Linked DNA regions of Mus musculus: region 1 is linked to region 2. Evidence: chromatin contacts called from public promoter capture Hi-C data. All regions are on one chromosome and are shown on one strand. The core of a region is the stretch at or near the end of the contact, and the rest is flanking DNA. Distances in the headings are between cores, read along the strand shown.

Region 1 (6,556 bases), core at 2,470-4,969, 250 kb after region 2:
AACCCCACGTCACCTCAGCTGCCAAAAAGCTCATGACTGCGGGCCACGTATCAGCTCGAAGTGGCAGGCAGGTACAAAAGGCCTTTGGGGGCACAGCCCTGGCAATGACCAAAAATGCTCTGAGGATGGGACGTGCAGCTGCTGCCCTCTCCCTTGGCCAGGACATATATACTCTCTGGGAGGACTGGAAGGATCTGAAGGCGGCAAACCCAACAGAGCTTGCAGAAGAGTTAAGAGCACGGGCTGCAGAACGGGAGCGGGTGTTAGCTGAACACACCTGTCGCTACAGAAAGCTGCAGGTAAGGGTCGGGTTCTATCTTTTGTTGTTGTTGTTTGTTTTTCTTCTGGAGCTGAGGACTGATCCCAGGGCCTTGTTCTTGCTAGGCAAGCACTCTACCACTGAGCTAAATCTCTAACCCCCAGGGCCAGGTTTTGAAAGAGGCCCGCCTGGAGGCTTCAGCTGGGATCTGTAGAGCCATGTCGATGTTATCTTGTGAAGTCTGCAGAGATGTCTGCAGACATTTCCATAGCTGTGATAAAGACTATGATCAAAAGGGTTTATTTGGTTCATATGTTTCCAGTCACATAGGGAAGCCAAGGCAGTGAGAGCCCAATCATACTCCATCTTGGGACTGGCCTCCATCTTAAAGAGATAAATAAATGAATAAAGCCTGAGAATGACCTTCTGCAGAGCCCAAGCTGTACCCACAAACCAGGAAGGACCCCACGGCTTGTCCTTGGCCAGAGTTACTCCTTAGCTACTTCCTAGCAAAGCGAATCAAAGATTAGTCTGATTGTTTCAGATGCACTTTTTTTTTCTTTTTTTCTTTTTGGTTTTTCAAGACAGGGTTACTCTGTGTAGCCCTGGCTGTCCTGGAACTCACTCTGTAGACCAGGCTGGCCTCAAACTCAGAAATCTACCTGCCTCTGCCTCCCGAGTGCTGGGATTAAGGGCATGTGCCACCACTGCCCGGCTCAGATGCACTTTCAAACTGTTCGTTCACGATTGTATAGGGTCTTGCTTCAGAGCACTCACCTGTCAGCTTACAGTCATTCTATTAGATGCTTGCCAGACTGGACACTCCCCCTGCTTTACCTCCTCACTTGCTCCTATTCTCCTGTAAAATTTTGTCCTGCCAAGGGTTTGAGGCTGCTCCACCTTCCCTTCCCATCCTGCTGTGTCAGGGTTGGGTTGCAGGACATCCCATGGCCAAGATTGTAATAAACCTTAATGCTATTACTTCAGAAACGGCTCCCTGGTGGTCTTTTGAGATTCCCAAACCCTTCCTGGCATAACAGCAGGAGTTCAGACCTCAGAGGAACACTGCTTCCTGGCTTGCTCTCACTTGCTGCTCCTGTGGCTGTCTCACTTGCTTTTTTATGCTACCCAGGGCCACCTCCCAGGGGTGGTACCACCCACAGTAAACCAGACCCTCCCAAGTCAATCATTGATCAAGAAAATGCTCTACAGACTTGCCTATAGGCAATCTGATGGGGGACGTTTTCTCAATTGAGGTTCCTCTTCACAGGTGATTCTAGCTTGTGTCAAGTTGACCAAACAAAGCCAAGCAGACAAAACTAATCAGGACAAGGGCCAAATAGTACCTAGTGCTTGGAGAAGGGCAGGTCCGTCTTCAGCTGCCCGACTAGGCTTCTCTTTCTTCTACTCTTCCATGTTCGGATGAGAGCTTTCTGGTTGAATAAACCATGTTTCTGCGCTACAGGAAGTCTCTGGACTAACTACCCTCTCAAGCCCTATATGGAAGCTTTAAACCCTCGGTATTTGGAGTAGAACCTTGTGGGGGAATAGCTGGGGTTGAATGAGGCTGTTGGGGTATAGAGCCTTACAGGCCTGAGGCTCACAAAAGAGAAGGAAGAAACCGGAGAAGCCACCCCATGAACCCACAGAGGAAAACAGTGGAAGGCTCTCCAGGGTAATCAGGCACCTTCAAGCCGAGGAGAAGCCAGCCCTCAACAGGAGCTGAATGGTTAGCACCTTTGAGGAAGAGTGAACAGTCCACCTCTCTCTGGGGTGCTGGGCAAGTGGTAAGAACTGATAAAGCACCTGTGGTGCTGGTGGTGGTTTTGGGTGTGGTGGGTGATGGTGGTGATGGTGGTGGTGGTGGTAGAGGCAGTGGGTGTGGTGGGTGGTGATGGTGGTGGTGGTGGTGGTAGAGGCAGTGGATATGGTGGGTGTGGTGATGGTGGTAGTGGTAATGGGTGTGGTTGTTTTCTTGTTTTTTTTCTGAGTTTCACTCTGTATCCCTTCACACTATATCCCAGTCTGACTTAACATCATTATGCAGTCCAGGCTGGCCTCAGGTTTCTGAAATTATGGTTTTGTGCCACTATCCCTGGTGTAAGCATTTTTTAAAAAGATTTATTTATTTATTTTATGTGTGTGAGTACAACAGTAGTTGTACAGATGGTTGTGAGCCTTCATGTGGTTGTTGGGAATTGAATTTTTAGGACCTCTGCTTGCTCCAGTCAACCCCGCTTGCTCAGTCCTGCCTGCTCCGGCCCAAAGGTTTATTATTATACATAAGTACACTGTAGCTGACTTCAGACGCACCACAAGAGGGTGTCAGATCTCATTACCGGTGGTTGTGAGCCACCATTTGGTTGCTGGAATTTGAACTCAGGACCTTTAGAAGAGCAGTCAGTGCTATTAATGGCTGAGCCATCTCTCCAGCCTCAGTGTAAGCATTGTTAATCCATTGTTAACCCACTATTAATATTCATGAGAAGGCCTTACTCTAAGAACTCTTTACAATACTCATTTTACCGATAAATAACCTAAGCTATTGAGGAATAGGGCAATTTGACTCCCTAGTTGATAACTGTTAAACTCCTCTCTGGTTCCCTGGTTGCCTCTGAGTCAAGGGTTCTTATCCGGGAGCCAGGTGAACTTTCCCACTTCTGTGCTGCTTGCTTTGAATGTTCCATGGACGGCTTGGGGAAACTACAGTATTGACAGATGCTTGCTGCTAAAGCGTAACTCCAGCTCCTGGCCATTGTAGCTCCAAAGTTGGCCTTCACAGCCCTCAATGACTGTAAACAACCCTGCCACCATTTCCACTGAGGTACTTCCTGGTGGCCCTGCAGAGGGAAGGCAAAGGTGACTGTGTCTTGACTGCTGTTAGCACAGACCTTAATTTGTCGAGGATGCGCTCTGGTTTGTGATCAACACCTGTTGGGGGGTTATATGAGCTGTTTGGTTCACTCCTGGGCTGTCTGCTTCCCACGTCACATTAGATCCACTAAATGGCTTCTTTCTGGCCTTTATTTCATCACTTGTGACACAGGCTGAGCTGGTGCCATGTGAGAGAAGGAAACAGTAGCATAAGAGGGAGCCATGGTGGTGCTAGTGGCAGGCCCTAAGGTCACAGTAGCAGCAATTCAGCATCCATAATAACAATGGTGACAATGGTGACAACAGGTATGACAGTGATTGCAGGGGTCGCAGAAAGGCAATGGAGGAGCAGAGAGAGAGAGAGAGAGACAGAGAGAAAAAGAGAGAGAGAGAGAGAGAGAGAGAGAGAGAGAGAGCTGAGCCCATAATGAGCCGGAGAGGTGAAGCCACAGGCTCTGGTCACTGAGACAGTTCCAGAGGGACATCTTATGGCAAATCCCCAACTTCCTGGACCTGGACACTCACCACTACAGTGCTAAGGGACCAGGTATCTGGCATGCACAAGAGCACTGACTGACCCTAGGCGGTACTTCCTGCTGCTGCATTCAGCCAAAGACAGCCAGTGCTGACTGCTCAGAGTCCATGGATTATAAAAGCTTCCTGGTGCTTGGAAGAACTTCTTCTCTACCCGATCTGGCAGAACAAAAGGACTTTAGCTAACAGGCTGTTGGCAGCCTGGATCTGGGCCTGCCTGAAAAGAATTGTCTGTGGCATTTTGTTAGAGCAGTCTAGGATAACCAAGGCAGGGAGGGGGCTTATGTGGCTTGCCAAGTGTCTTGGTCTGTCTGCGCTGCTGTGACAGAAGACTGTTGGCTGAGTAGTTTGTTAAGAACAATTATCTCTGGTCTTAAGACAGGCGAGCCCACAGGCAAGGTACAGTAGGGCCTGGGTCTGAAGGACTTTCTCTTAGCTCCCCAGGAGCTACCTTCTGCTATGTCTTCATCAGGAGGAAGAGGCAAGCAAGCTTCCTTTCTAGGGTAGCTCTCTCTCCTATTCCTAGCAACTTAGGGGACTCTCAGGAGGCCCCATTTCCTAATTCTGTCACACTGGGGATTAGGTAAATCAAAGCTAGGTCCTGGTCAACTGGGTTCAGTGGCAGACACCTTTAATCCCAGCATTTGAGAGACAGAGGCAAGTGGACCTCTGTGAGTTTGAGGCCAGCCTGGGCTACATTATTGAATTCTAAGTCAGTCACAGCGGACCCTCTCTCAAAAGAAATGCTAAGTAGTGGTAGAGCCAGGATGGCAAATGCCAAACCTGGCCTGAGGCTCTTCTAAGTTAGAGGCTCTCCTTCCCTGCCTCATCCTCCTCTTCTTCCTTCTGCTCTTCCTCTTCTATGTCTCCAAGACAGGGCCTCACTTCCCCTGTCTGGGATGGCCTTTTTAACTCACTATATAGCCCAAGCTGGCCTTGAACTCTCAGCAATCCTCCTGCCTCAGTCTCATGAATACTGGATTATATCTTGCACCCCCTGCTCCTGACTCTTCTAAAAGCAAGACTTCCACATCATAATTATGTTGCACTCACTTTTGGTTTTGTTTTTTTCCCTCAGAGACTCAGCAAAGAGGCCGCAAGGTCCTCTTTGAAAGGAAACAAGGTGACTCAGCCTCCATCCTCCTCGACTGAGAGAGCAAGACTCTGGTGATGGTGACTGACAGATGAATAGGAGCCACGGAGACCTTGAGTCTTTGAGATCAGTGAAGGAAGACCAGGGTGGGGGTGGAAGGCTGATGGGGCAATGCCTGTAACTCACATACAGGGAGGTGCCAGGGAGTTCCCCAGGGTCTAAAAAGGGAGAGAGAGCCCTGTCAGCCCCACTCTTGAGCCTCCCTTCTTCTCCCCTCTGACCCAGCCATCACCAGCACTCTCCTGGGATCCCCCATCACTCACTGTACAAGCCCCCTGCTAGGCTTTAGACTGACACCGCTTCCTGACAGCTTCCATAGTAATTAGCAATGATAAGCTATGAGGGTCCCTCCCCCACCTCACCTCTTTCAGTGCTCTCAGTCTCTCAGGAAAGCGGGAACTGTTGTCTCAGAGCCATGCTTGCACACAAAGGTTGTCACTGGAACCTGCTAGGCCAGATTCCAGGGGAAGGAGGGAGAGAAGCCTGGGCTCACCCCTTCTGCCTCAAGTCCTGAGCTGATTGACTGCCCTGTCTCCTGTCTTAAAAACCCTTTTGTGTGTCTCCATTGCTGGTTTGAAAGTCACTCGTGGGTGCTATAACACTTAAAAAGACAAAACAGAACTAACCCCCACACAGCCGGGGAAGGAAAGCCTAGGGAAGAATTGCACAGGAGGTTTGGGACTGTGGCCCACCCACACAAGACTTCCTGCGTTCTTTCTTCTCAGGCTGTCCAGGTGCTGGCTGTCCACTGCTGTCATCACCCAGGGACCCTCCGTCCTAGTGCACTGTAGAATTGAGCCCCTTATCTCTAACCCTTGATAATTCCTCATTTGCTGGCTGATCTGAATGTCCCTCCCTGCTCTCTGTAGCTCCCAGGGCTTCCCACCCTCACCACAGCACGTGGAATCTGTGGGCACAGAAGTACCTTGGGCTGAGGGGGACCATTGAGCGCATGAGGTCATAAGTTCCTGTCTCCACCTCAGGGGCAGGTAGGCAGTACCCCTGCGGGCTCTGCAGTATGAAAGGGGACTGGGTAGGAACTCAGGGTACCCTGATTGGTCAGGATGAACCCAGAGGGAGGAGAAAGAAGAAAGGGGGCTGTTTGTACTTCCCTCTCCAGAATGTTGGGGTTGCGACTTTTCTGACCCTCACTGTAATGAAATAAACACTGGCAGAAGCTTACTTCTTGACTACAGGGCTGCTTCCTTTACAGTCAAGGCCCCCGACTGGGACACCTAAGATAAAGACTTCTCCTTGAAAGGGAGGAGAGGAACCCACAAGGAGACAGTAATGGAAGCAGGGCCTCACGGATGCTGACGTTTATAAAAGATAAAGGGGCAAGGTATGTTCTATGGAGGTGTGGGGGAAGGGGTGCCTCTGCAGGTGTATGTTGAGGCATCCCTTCCCCCTGAAGGACCAGCCACATAATGGTATAGTATAGAATAGAGTTTATTCAGGGCATGGAGAGGGGAGTTAAGAGGTTTGTAGAGGCAGAGAAAGGCAGAGAGAGAGACAGTAGAGAAGTAGAGAGGTAGAGGATTAGAGGCCAGCCATGAGCACGTGGAGAGGGGGAAAGGGAAGCAGAGAAAGAACAAGAGAGCAAGAGAAGAGCAAGAAAGCGAGAACTAGGGAGCAGCCCCTTTTAGAGTGGGTCAGGCCTACCTGGCTGTTGCCAGGTAACTGTGGGGCAGAGCTTAGACAGAATGCTCACAGATACCACATCAGTGCTGTGTCCT
Region 2 (7,354 bases), core at 3,175-5,674:
CCGGCTCCAAGTTCATCCCACTCCCTCATCTCAGCTGCTGTCTGCAGTGGAGTTGACGCAACCACAGATGCCAACAGATGAGAGCCTCAGCGGCTTGGCGGTCCTGCGGCCTCTGACCTCACTTATCCCTAGCCGCAGCTTCCAAACCAGGGCCATTTCAAGGGACAGTGACACAGTTGCCAAGTTCATTGGAGCTGCGGCTGCTACAGCTGGTGGGGTAGCTGGCTCCGGGGCAGGGATTGGGACTGGTTTTGGAGTCTCATCATTGGCTAGGAACCCTTCTCTGAAGCAACAACTCTTCTCCTACGCGATTCTAGGCTTTGCCCTCTCAGAGGCCATGGGGCTCTTCGCCATGTGACGCAGCCGTCTCTACTTCCAGCTCTCAAGGATGGTTCTTTCGTGTCTCGTCTGCCCTGTACGGTCCTTTTCCTGTACCTCCCCAAGAAGGCTGGGGAAAACGCTTGGCTCAGGTTTGACAGAAAACAAATAAATACTGTAGTAATAAGAAAAAAAAAAGTGATGGAGAAAACTTTGCTCTGTGAATATACTGTGCTGGCCTTTCCAATGCCAAGCAGAACATCCAATCTCTAAGTCTGTGCCTACTTAGGGCATTCTTGAAACATAACTCTCAGACACAGCCGTGCCATCCCTCTCCCTCCTCCTCTCCTTTTCCACTCTCCCTCTCTTTTCTGTTTTTTTTTTTTTTTTTTTTTTTTTTAATCCAGAGTGACCTTGTTATAGGGTTTTGATTATATAGAGCAGTGGTTAGTGGTACCTCTTAAATTTTCAGTAGCTCACGCCCCAGTATTTTTTCTACTTATGCATTTATTAATTCATGTAAAAAATATTTCTTGTGGGGGCTGGAGAGATGGATGGCTCAGGGCTAAGAACACTTGCTCCTGTAGAGGACCCGAGGCTGGCTTCCAGTGCTCATGTGGTGGCTAACTAACTAACTGGCTTTAACTCCTGCTCCAGAGGCGCCAATGCCCCTGCTGGCCTCCAGGACGCGCGGCATTCTCAAGGTGCACAAACCACACGCAAGTAAAACACCCACACACATACAATAAAAACAAAGGGATTTTCAATAAAAATTTGTTGTGCTCATACCAGGCTCTGAGCAGAGAGTGGTGAATAAAACCAGTGTGACCTGCGCCCTTTAAATAAGATAGAGACAATAAGAGGTAAATAGATAATTACAAACTCTGCATATATATATATATATATATATATATGACTGAGAAGATGGTCAGACTCTGAAGGAAGGGAGCTTTATAGTCTGCGGGGGAAGAGACCAGTACCTGGAAAGGGAAGGAGGGTTGTACCCAAGTGCTGCCATAGAGCTTAGAAGCCTGGGAGGGAATGCTAAGATTATAAAGTCGGGGCTGGGAAGATGGCTCCACAGGCACTCTGCCAGAGGACCCAGGTTTGCTTACCAGAACTCACATGGCAGCTCACAACTAATTGTAACTCTAGTTCTAGGGGATATCAGGCCCTCCTCTAACCTTCAAGGGCAATGCACACATGTGGTACACAGACAGATATGCAAGTACAACATCCACACAGATGAAATAAATCTTTTTTAAAAACAAGATTGCAAATTTTATCCTATGAAAAAAGCCACTAAAGCATTCTAAGCAGGAGCTGCATGATACAATTTAAACTATCGACAAGGGCTGATGGGAGAGTCAGCACTTCGCCGACCAGTCTGTCTGCATCCCTCATATGATGACTGGACTGGGGGTGGGGGGCACTATCCCACTCGCGGCAGCCTGGAAGCCAGCAAATGGCCCCTTTATCGGAGCCAAAGGCTGGCCTCAGCCTCCAAGCTGTAGGGCAAGCCAGAGTACAGGCCGCCTGTTCACATCCAGCACAGGCCAGAGGAAGAGCAAACGCACAACCACAGAGTGTGCGCCTGCGCCTGCCCGCTGTGACTGGCGGTCCCTCACCCCTTCGCCTTTCTCTAGAACTTTCCCAGCTACCTCTGGTTCATCTTTCTACAGACCACACCCAGGACTTCCTCCCAGTTTTGTTACCACACTCAAAACAGCAATTCCTTCCCTTTCTCAGCCCACATCCTTCTGAATAATTCATGCATCTCTTAAGCTTTATCTACTCAGAAGGAAAAAGAAAATGGAAATAACCAATCATCCCACAAAGCAGCAGAGTCCTCCATGGATGAGGATTCCATAAAAAAAAAAAAAAAAAATCACTGTGGTCTTGTGCTTCCTTACAGGAAACAGTCTGTATACAGATCCTATGTAACAGTAGCATCCCTTAAATATGCATATAAATGTCCTGCCAGCTCGTGGCGTGAACGCCTCTAATCATATCACTCCAGAGGCAGAAGCAAGTGGGTATCTGTGAGTTCTAGGCCAGCCTGGTCTACACAGTGACTTCCAGGACAACCAAGGCTACATAATAGAAAAGACCGGGCCTCAAAAGTAAAAAAGTAAAATAACAATCCCCCAAATGTCCCAACACTCAGGCTTTTTTATTTTGGGGAAATTTGTGTATGTGTTTGTGTGTGTGTGTGTGTGTGTGTGTGTGTGTGTGTGTGTGTCTTTCTCAGTCTCTGTCTCTATATCTGTCTGTCTCTCTCTCTCTGGCAGGGTCTCACTATATAGCACTCACTGACCTGGAAGTCACTGTATGGACTAGGTTGGCCTTGAACTCACAGAGATCCACTTGCCTCTGCCTAAGTACTGGGATAAGGGTGTGTGCCACCATGCCTGGCTCACTCGTGCTTTCAAACCTTCTTTCTACCATATTATGTTTTGGTATGAATGAGTGTGAACGTGCAAACCCACACATGTCAAGGGTCCACCGTGCAATCTTTCCATGACAGCTCCTTCTGAGAAACACGGAAACCCATACACAGCTCCAAGAGAAAACGCAGCTCTTGATTCACGTTCCACACCCAACCAGCCTGCCTTTGTGTCCAGACACAGGAAGACTGGCACCCTTTACTGCCTAAGGCCCTGCAGCACATCTGCAATGAGATGTGCCAGTAGCACCTCGGGATCAGGACCCTCTACTCTTCAGAGACCCTGAAATGACAATGGCCCACCACATGTACCACACCTCATCTGTGGAGCTGCAGGAGCTCTCAGCAGCACCTTCAGAACATGAGGAAGCTTTAGCTTTCCATCACTATAACGAACTATCCAATCATCGTTACCTTATAGGAACAGAGAATTATTGAGGGTTGGGGATCTGACTCAGTGGGTCAAGTGCTAGCCACACAGGCATGAGAACTTGAGTTCAGAACCTCAGAACCCATAGAAATCTGGATGCCGTAGCATACATCTTTAGTCCCAGTGACCCAGACTCCAGATGGGAAGCAGACAGGAGATTCTCCAACACTGAATGGGTTAGTTAACCTGAAGTGTATAGAGTGAACAAAAGACCCTGTCTCAAAAACAAGGTGCAAAGCATGGAAGACCACCAGAGTTTTCCTGACCTCAGCATACTCACTGTGTTCATGTGCCCATACTCAAACACACAAAGATTTAAAGAACAAGAGGAAGCCAGGCATGGTAGTGCACGCCTTTAATGGCAGCAGCACTCACAAGGCAGAGGGGCTAGATCTCCGTGAGTCTGAGGCCAGCCTAGTCTATGTAGCAAGTTCCAGGCCAACCAGAGCTGCTCACCCAGGGGGCAGTGGGGGCTTGTGTATGATTCTAGAAAGATGGGCTATTGCTTTGAGCCTCCAGTGGAGATGCCAGAAGGCAATGGTAGGATGTGTGTCAGAGCAACCTGCTTCTACCAGAAGCCAGACATCTGAAGATGAGTCACAGTCCTGCAATCCCCTTTCGATACATAAGGATCTTACTTGTTAAAGGTCTCTCATTCCAATAATGCCACAGTGAGGATCAAGCCTTTACACAGGAGCCCTTGTAGGACATTCAAGACCCAAACTGCAGGGCTGAGCATGGAAGTCCAGACCTTTAATTCCAGCAATCAGGGGAGGCAAAGGCAAGTGGAGCTGTGAATTTGAGGCCAGGTTGGTCTACATAGTGAGTTCTAGGTCAGCCAGAACACAGAGTGAAAGAATGGGGAGAGGGGAGAGCGAGAGAGATCCAAACTACAGTACAAATCAAGTGTGTGTGTGTGTGTGTGTGTGTGTGTGTGTGTGTGTGTGTGTGTGTGTTGGGGGGGGTGTCTTGCCACCACCATTGACCCTTCACTACCATGGCTGGTCAAACACTCCATGTCAGCCCACAGTGACACCCCCAAAGCTATGCAAGTGAAACCCTACTTATCCCAACACCTCCTAACCCTGACCCTCCAGCCTGGACAACACAATAAAGCCAGTGTCCAGCTTCCTGGCTTCTTCCTCACGGTGCCTCGGATCCCTGGCATACTTACATGCCAGAACAGACAGCATCCTTGGCTCAGCCAGAGTTCCCCTTTCTGTCTCTGCAGTTAAATACAACCACAGAAAAAGGAACTGAACAGTCTCTGTCCCCTTCCAAGCCCCAATATCAGTCATGTGTGGGCTGCGTGAGTGTCTTTCCCAGCCCTTTTCATGCTTTATTTTAAAGACAGGGTTTCTCTCTGTAGGCCAGGCTGGCCTCACACTCAAGAGATCCGCCTGCTTCCGTCCTCTGAGCACTGGGGTTAAAGGCGTGTGCCACCACCAGGCATTCTTTCTATCTTAAGATCCTCTTTGACTCTTCTTACTCTTCACTGAGAGCTCTCACAGGCTAAGTGGCCAGCCTACAGTTGCCACCTACTCCTCTCCACAGGAGCTTCCGCAATCCTCTCTTCTACTCTACTACCATTTCTTTCTCTCTCGGAATTATTGCCCCTCTGCAGAAAGCATTCTCAAAAAACATCTTCACTGTCCCGCTATAACTTCTATCCTGTATTCTCCCAAACATGCTTTGCCCTCCCCTTTATATCTCCAAATCTCCTCTTCCATATCACCGATAGCTCTGACACTGATCCAACAGCAGTTTCCCATCTTCCTCACCTTACCTCACAGATGAGAGCATCTGCCCTCCCATTACCAACCTCAGATTATTCCCCCCAACCCTGTTATCTAGGGTGGGCCACTCCTTCCTTTCCCTTATGTGCCACGCAGAGCGCCTTCCCCTAACCCTTTTCAGGAGATAAAGAACTTTGTCCTGCAAAAAATGAAGACTTGAATTTGCACCTTAAAACTCATATTTGAAAAATGAGCTGGAGAGATGGCTCAGCTGTTAAGCGCTCACTCAGGTTTGATTCTCAGCACCCACACAGCTCAGAGCCTTTTGCGACTTGTTTCAAGAGGATCCAATGCTCTCCTCTGGCTTCCACAGGCATCGGGCATGCACTCAGAAAAAAACATCCATACACATAATAAAACGTTCTTGAGAAGAAAATTAGCCAGGCGGTGGTGGCGCACGCCTTTAATCCCAGCACTTGGGAGGCAGAGGCAGGCAGATTTCTGAGCTCGAGGCCAGCCTGGTCTACAGAGTGAGTTCCAGGTCAGCCAGGGCTATACAGAGAAACCCTGTCTCGAAAAACCAAAAACCAAAAAAAAAAAAAAAAAAAAAAAAGAAAGAAAGAAAGAAAAGAAAGAAAGAAAGAAAAGAAAAGAAAGTTTAAAAACAAAGGTGTGGTATCGTGTGCATGTAATTCCAGCCCTGAAGAGATGGAAACAGGCAAATCTCTGGGATTCATGGACCGGCCAGCCTAACATTATCAGGCAACTGAGGGATGACATGAGACTGACCTCTGGCCTACCCACACACACCCTGACACACACAGAGATGAGAACATCTATGGAGTTCAAACTCTACACTCCCCATTAGCACGCTGGTGGAGCCCTGCTCCATGCTGCCTTCGTGCTCCCTGCACGGGAGGACAGCTGTAACTGTGGGCTTTGCCGGGTGTTCTCTCTCAGGAAGAGCTCCTCTTCCCCAGCTGCTATGCGCTCCTCAGCTCCAGTTCTGTTCCGATCCATGTTCTCTGTGAGTGAGGACATCACTCCAGCCCTCCTCCATTGTGTCTGCCAGCGGGGCACAGTTTCACTCCTCCAAATGCAAGGACGGAGGCATAGTGAGAGCCGAGCCCCTCACAGAGACTTCTCAGCAGCCAGGAGATTTTCTAGACACACGCTATGCATTCATACCCGGGGTCCAGGGAGGGAACAAGTGGCTCAAAGATGAATGTGGTGGAAACAGAAAGCTCTGGCCTCATGACACTTGAACCTGAATACAAGTTCGTCTAATTAGCTATGGGACCTGAGTCTGTCACAACCTTTTACAGCCATAGGTCAGGAGCACTAACCACAAAACCTGTTCAGAGTAGAGGATATAATACCTAATGTATGCTCAGAACGGCATGTGGAATATATGAATCAGATCACAATGGTAATATGCAATGTTTGTTTTAAAATATCCTTCTAGACTCTACACACATTGACAGCGTCTCTGACAAAGCAAGGTTCAAGTCCTTCCAAGAGTACGTGCTCCTGAGGAAATCGCATTTGTGACCCCGCCTACATTTTTGAGATAGGGTTTATGTAGCCCCAGCTGGCCTCAAACCAGTATTGGGATTATAGACATGTATCATCATCCCTAGTCCATAACCATCCCATTCCCTTTAAAACCTCCTCTCAAATGGAAAAGAAAAAGTTGAATTATTAAATTCCTGAAAACCTGCAAATAAAAGGTTAGAAACCAGATTTACTTACTCATTTTTTTCAAAAAGCATTTTCTTTTTATCATTTTATGCATGTTGTTTTGCCTGCATGTATTCTGTATATTTTGTGTGTACTGTATCCACAGAAGCCAGTAGAAAACACTGGATCCCCTGGAACTGGAGTTACAGATGGTTGTGAGCCACTATATGGTTATTAGGAATTGAACCCAGGTCCTATAGCAAAACAGACAGTACTCTTAACCACTGAGCCATTCCTCCAGCCCCCCCAAAATGGATTTTCATTAATGCATGCACAAGAAATTTTAAATACAAAACATCTAAAATGAACATTATTTTTCATTTAGAAAGATTAATCAAACAGAAGAAAAAGAACTTACATCTGCATTCACCTACACGTATATTGAATATAAAATGTCCCTACTAGGATAATGAGGATTGAAGACAGCTAGCTGCTACCAGGGGGGACCTGGACAGCTAAAGTATAAGGAGAGGAGGCTTTTAGCCTCTGTGTGCATGTGAAGATCTGGGTAAAGCCGGCTGGGGACGGTTCTTTCTTCCACCATGGGAAGGATTGACTCAGGTCCTCAGATGTGGCAGCAAGTGCCTTTATCCACTGACCACCTTGCTGGCCTTCCCTTTTATGTTTGTAGTTTTTGCACATTTGCTCAAACACTTAGTAATAAAAAGAAATACCTGGAGACTG

The links. Capture Hi-C pulls out chosen DNA fragments and counts their contacts.
Region 1: a promoter capture Hi-C map of adipose tissue shows a contact between it and region 2. A contact is called at or near these places in 1 of 39 promoter capture datasets (liver) and 2 of 9 other capture datasets (adipose tissue and pancreatic islet).

What each region holds. Positions count from the first base shown.
Region 1 is chr15:77,051,107-77,057,662 of GRCm38.p6, forward strand. Apol6 (apolipoprotein L 6) reads left to right here. Exons shown (of 4, transcript NM_001163621.1): 4 at 1-1,245. The coding sequence ends at 416. Among named protein-coding and RNA genes, the nearest start is that of Apol6, 9.3 kb to the left of the region's middle.
Region 2 is chr15:76,797,672-76,805,025 of GRCm38.p6, forward strand. All of the region lies in intron 1 of Arhgap39 (Rho GTPase activating protein 39), which reads right to left. It also overlaps the pseudogene Gm17271. Among named protein-coding and RNA genes, the nearest start is that of Arhgap39, 17 kb to the right of the region's middle.